Regions from separate parts of the Sus scrofa genome. Here region 1 is linked to region 2. The links are chromatin contacts, called in public HiChIP or PLAC-seq maps. All regions are on one chromosome and are shown on one strand. Each heading gives the region's core, a stretch centred on a gene start, on an enhancer-like site or on the middle of the called end of the contact. The rest is flanking DNA. Distances are from core to core; before and after follow the strand shown. Region 1 overlaps SLC9A9 (sodium/hydrogen exchanger 9). Region 2 holds the start of CHST2 (carbohydrate sulfotransferase 2).

What was found. HiChIP or PLAC-seq counts read pairs in DNA pulled down with a chosen protein or histone mark.
Region 1: an H3K27ac HiChIP or PLAC-seq map of alveolar macrophages shows a contact between it and region 2. The contact joins the enhancer-like site here to the promoter of CHST2 in region 2. A contact is called at or near these places in 4 of 47 Hi-C or Micro-C datasets (blood, embryonic fibroblasts, heart right ventricle and 1 more) and 2 of 2 datasets of contacts at active chromatin or transcription factors (alveolar macrophages and skeletal muscle).

The regions. Positions count from the first base shown.
Region 1 is chr13:84,002,344-84,005,149 of Sscrofa11.1, reverse strand. The region is part of intron 17 of SLC9A9 (sodium/hydrogen exchanger 9); the gene reads left to right. Among named protein-coding and RNA genes, the nearest start is that of CHST2, 190 kb to the right of the region's middle. Within about 2 kb of position 1,384, at least 15 of the 83 cell types and tissues checked have an H3K27ac peak or open chromatin away from gene starts, as enhancers often do. A contact at or near this core is called in alveolar macrophages, where this site is marked.
Region 2 is chr13:83,817,246-83,820,151 of Sscrofa11.1, reverse strand. It overlaps CHST2 (carbohydrate sulfotransferase 2), which reads right to left and starts at 1,500. Exons shown (of 2, transcript XM_003358597.4): 1 at 492-1,500; 2 at 1-385. The coding sequence starts at 203.

The sequences.
Region 1 (2,806 bases), core at 135-2,634, 190 kb before region 2:
GTGCACAGGAGGCAACAAAAGGAAAAAAACACTGAAGACATTCCCTTTTGTTTTCATGAATTTATGAATTTATGTTGAAGTCACAAGCCAAAACCAGTGGCCACCGTTCCAGTGGCCACTAAGAATCGACCATAGTTGCTGTCTTCCCACAAAGAACTAAGGGACTTCTAAGTCCCCTTTCTCCCAATTGCCCTCTTTCCCTCTTTCAGCTGACGATATAAATATTTTCTGGAAATCAGTGCCAATAAATGCCCAGTGGAGTATTTTTGGTTTGGCTCTCTAAAGACGAACCCTGTATGAATAGTCTTTCTGTTAAGAAATGAAGCAGCTAGATTTTTAAAAGTACCTCTTTAGGGGCCCAAGGGGCATTATCTGAACTGGCCTGAATCTAGTCTTTTTTGACTTTTGAGGGAGGTGAGATGGGTATAGCAAGTTCTGTAAGGGAAATTTCAGAGGTCACTCGGACTTCCAGGTTTAGCACAACAAAAAATGGGGTCGAAAACTGGTTCTGCCATTAACTGTGAGGCATGGAGCAGGTCATTTATAAATACCCCTTTGAGGCTGAGTTTGCTCATATATAAAAAACCAGTAACAGGATTTACTGTGGTGGCGCAGTGGAAATGAATCCGACTAGGTACCACAAGGTTGCAGGTTCGATCCCTGGCCTTCCTCAGTGGGTTAAGGATCTGGCATTGTTGTGAGCTGTGGTGTAGGTCACAGACGTGGTTCGGATCTGGTGTTGCAATGGCCGTGGCATAGGTCAGCAGCTATAGCTCCGATTAGACCCCTAGCCTGTGAACCTCCATATGCTGTGGGTGCGGCCCTAAAAAGCAAAAAATAAATAAAAATAAAAAATAATAACAAATAAAAAACCAATGACAATATCTTTTCAAAGTAAGGTATGCAAATCTCACATCTCACCTGAGATTAAAACCAGACACTCTTTCTTTCCTGTAAAGTGACATCTGGTTCTGAGCCTGACATTCATGTTCCTTCATGACCTGGTCCTTCCTACTTGCTCTAACCTCATTGCCACCACTGGGCTGCCTCTTAACCGCTTTTCACACAAACGCTCCAGCAACACTGACAGTCATACTGTTTCCCACCTCTGCTCCTTTGCACACACGATTCCTGTGCCAAAGCCATTCTCTCCCCTTATTCCACCTTCCCCCACCCACCCCAAAACCACCTGGAACAGGGAAAACATTTGCTCATCATTGAAATCTCAATTCAAATATCACTTTCGATGAGCAGCTTTTCCCAAACACCTCTCTACACACAGCCCTCCCACACCACACACGGGCTTCTCTGTAGAATCTCTGGCTCTGAGACACAAGTCTTGCTTTAGTCTACCTGCACTTTGCTCTAAGTCATCTGCCCAAGACCCCATGGGCTCCCTTTTCCAACTTGCACAAAGGCTGCAGATAGGCTGGCAGTGGCCCTGGAGGAAGAAGGGTCTGTGGGGACAGGAAGTCAGCTTAAGAGTCCATGTGTCACTGGCGGAAATGCCTGGGAGTCAGGAGGGGAAATGCCTGGAGCTGGAGTAGAGGCTCTGCTGGGAGGGGGAGGGGCAGGATGTGGCGGCTGGAAAGGGAGGGCAGGGAGTGCTGCCAGGAGTCGTGGTCTTGGTAGTGGCTGTCTGGGGCTTAACTAAGGTGGATTTGTAAGGTGGGAGGGACTGAGAGGATAACGGAGAACAAAGAGGATTATGTAATTTAAAAATATCCAACTCCAGAAAACAGGATGAACCCTGACAGTGACCCACTTCACTTGCATCGTTTTGGCTTTTCCCTCCAATTCTGCCTCATTCAGACCTGAACCACTCCTGTCTGTCCTCAGCCAGGGGACCTATTGTCCAGGCCCCTGGGTGGGTCTGTCCCCATGACAACTCTCCCTCTCCCCACCTCCTTCTTCCTGCCTTTACTCCCTTCCTCCATTTTCAACTTCCCTCAGTCCCTCATCAGTCACTGCTTTAGTCTTTCTCTCTGGTCATGTTCCCCTTTTTTTATGGCTGTTTCAGGGGCCCTCTCCTCCTTCCTGACCCACACAAACCTCACTCAGGTCTTCTGGCTTTTTCTGCATCTCCTTATTGGTTTTTTCAGCCTTTCACTTGATATCCTTTCAATATTTATTGGCATCAACACTTTATTTTTATCTACTTTTTCCCTTCAGTATTGTTTCCCTTCTGGAAAATGTTGGCTCCTCTGTGCTGCTGATGTTACTTCTTTCTGCCTCTTCATTTGTTGGACTGGCTCTCTTAAGCACCTACTACGTTCTGGGCAGTGTGCTAAGTGCTAAGGAAACAAAGCTGTATGAGCCCGTTTTATACGCTGAAGTGTTAGGCAATCATCCAGAAGAAGTGTGGGCTTGGGACCAAGTGGACCATTGGAAAGTCGTGGGACATTTCCATTGGGGCGTGCAGTGGTGGGGCAGCGTCAAGAAAAAGACTGACCCTGCCAAGCCTGTGAAACCACAGCTTTTTAAAAAACCATTTCCGCCCTCTTGCTGATTTCGCTGAATCTCTGGGGTGTGTTAAGCCTAAACTTTGTTTGACTAGAACAGAAAGCAACTGGTACCCTTGAGAGAGAAAGAAAACTATAGTTTAAATGGGCCAGGTTTTCAAGACTCACAACGTATACATTTTTTGCATAAAAGTCCAGATTCATTAGCAAATCAGAACAATTTTGGAGACGTGCAGCTGGAGTGTTTTGAAGCCTCAGCTGACCATACCCCAGTCCTGTGGTCACTTTGTAGGATTAGCCAGGCTTCGAAAATGAGAAAATATGGAAACATAAACATGAAAAGA
Region 2 (2,906 bases), core at 251-2,750:
AGCACCAGTAGCAGCGCGTAGCCCGCGCACAGCACCAGTGCCTTCCTGCGGAACACCTTCATTCCGAGCGGGGACGCGGGCCAGCGGCGACCCGGGCGCCGGGGCCACGGTGGGAGCAGGGCGCGCGGCCCGGCGGCAGGCGCGGCCGGGAGCAACCGGGGGGGCGCGCCCGCGGGAAGGGCTCGCGGCGGGCTGCGGCTCATCACAGGCACAGCCCAGGCCGGCAGCGCGGCGGAGGCGGCCCTGCAACCCGGGAGGGGGACGCAGCGGCCCGGCTTCGGACGCGGGGACTTGGGCCGCGGCTCCGAGGTGGGCACGGCAGCAGCGGCGGCTGGTCCCCGGCGCCTAGGGTTGGTTCTCCCATGGCAGCGGCTCCGAGAAGGACCTACGAGGGGAAGCGGAGTAAGTCGATGCTCCCCAATCCTCCTCCCCAGCCTCCACCTCCTCCTAAGTAACGCCCACCCTCGGGTCTGCCTGGCTCCCCAGCTCACCTGGAGCCGCAGGCGCGCCCCGGAGCGGCCCGGGATCACGGCCCGGCTGTCTGTCCTGCTGTCACTCGTTCCTCGATTTCTCAAGCGCTGTTTTCCGCTCGGGGTCCCCTGCCTCCGAGGGGGTCGCGGGAATCCGCAGCCCAAGCCCTGGGCAGAGTTTCCTGGCAGCAGGCGCCCTGAGGCTGGGGAAGGGAAACTTTCAACGGGCCTGGAGCCCTGCTCTGCCCTCCGCTAAGCCCACTGCGACCGGCTCCAGCGGCGTCGCCGCCGCCCTCTCGGGACAGTAGCTTCCTTCCTCGCTCGGGGCGGGGGGGTGAAGCTGGCCGGGGGAAGTTGGGGGGAGGGGGCTTAAACCGGACCCAGCTCCAGGCAAAGCGGCTCCGCCTCTCTCGCTCTCGGCCTCTGCGCCCCGAATCTTCCCATCTCTCGGAAGGCTGTAGATGGGGCGCAGTGCGACCCTGCAGCGGCGGCGGCAGCAGCTGCTTCTTCCATCACCCAGAGGATGCCCGAGCGGGCATTGCCGGCGCCCCCGCCGCTCCGCAGCCTCCGACTGGCCCAGAAATCCCCTACACACAGCTCTAAGCAAAAGAGCTGGGGTCCGCAGCTCCCTTGCCCGCCCCGCCCCCCGGCACCAGCCTCTTCGGGCCAACGAGAAATCCGGACTGAGAAAGCCCCAGCCGCAGCCGCTGCCACCGCCGCGCGAAAGCGGCGCCTGGGAGGATGCTGCTACCCGACTCTCCCTACGCCGAGCGGCTGCAACGCGCTCGGGCCAGCCTCTGCACGGCTCCTGCCAGCAGGCGCCGGGTTGGTGCGCGCCACCGTCTATCCTTGGGACTCCTCCCCTTTCACCGCGCTGCGCTCCTCCTCCGCGCGTCCCGCGCCCGCCCCCGACTCAGCGCCCGGCTCCCGCCGCCGACGCCTTGGGGGTTGGAGATGCGGGGACCAATTTATAGCGGCGTCGCTCCGGCCGCCATCCGCGCGGTGGAGGCCGTAGCAGTCCGTGTGCTGAGCGCCAGGGCGCTGACTCGGGGGTTAAGAGCGCTCCGGCGCCCCGACCTCTGAGAAACTTGGATTCTGCTCGCCGCTGCCGGGCTCAATCGTCCGTTTTTGCTCTCGGAAAGAGTTGGTGATAAAGTTTGGACAAATCCCGCAGCGGCCTCCCACGCCGCTCTTCCCCCGGGTCGGCACGGCTGGGCCCCTCCGGGAACTGAGGACGCACCCGCGCCCCGGAGAGCTCTGGTAACGCCGAGCGTCGCTCTCAGGTTCCCACTCCCCGCTCGTCAGTTCCAACTAGCCTGAGGCTTCTCGCTCACCGAGGAAGTAATAAATCTTTCTGACCCCGAGGTTAAAGAAGATGCTTCAGTTTTCCGGAGGAGTGTGCCGGCGGGGCTTCTTCTCGCTTTACTCCACCTATGGAGAGAGCCTGTTCGGTCTTATTACGCCCCCAGCAGACGCTCTCCCCATCTCATCTCGTGATGATGCGTTCGCTGTGACTGATGTCCTCGGGAACGAACTGGGGTGATGGGGCATCAGGGGTGACTCTGTTCTAATTTACCGTAAAATACATGTCTTGCTTTTTGGTTTTAGAAATGAGATCAAGCGATTTGACCTTAAAGGAAACGCCGTTGTCGGATCATATTTAGTAGATCGTGTTTAGTTGGTTTAAGTATTACCCCCCCGCCTTTTTTTTTAATAAGGAACAGCTTTCTCTTCCTCTCTCTTCTCCCTGCCTCTCCCTTTCTCGCTCTCTCTCCGTCCCTCCCCCCTCGCCCCTCTCTCTCTTCTCATCCCCCCTTCATCAGAAGAGGCTAAGCCGTAGCTTAAAATTCATCCCCGAAATGAAGACAGTTATAAGCGTCTACAGTAGTAATTGAACGGTGAGAGGAGTTAGATACCCAGGTAATTAAACCTTACTTGAGCCCTTGGCTGAAGAGCTACGAATCGCTACCGGTCCTGAAGCTCATCGGCCTTTGGTAAGGCGTTTTTGTTGCCTCCTGTCCCAAAAGAGTTTTTAGAAGTTGACAAAGTTACTGCAGATTTATCTTTGTACTATATGGGCCAGCCTCTCTCAGCCAGAATGTCCTTCTAAATTTAAAATGTTATTGTTTGCGCCGTTACTACTCTTCAGTGAGTCTTAACAGAATCTTCGGAGTGCTAGGACTCTTAGAAAGTGACTTAATTCATATGAGTCTTCCGGGTAGAAAATGTTTCAAAACCTTGACTTGGCCTTGTTCGCCAGAAAAATGCATAATGCTGTAGGTAAAATTCAGATTTCCACACACATCCCCACCGCCATGGTTCTGATAGAATGTAAGAGTGAGATGGTTCTAGGACAGATTTTATGCAAATAGAAGGAGAAGAGTAGAGGTGGAATTTTATATGCAGCTTGCTCAAGTAGCGTCAGGACAGACAGAC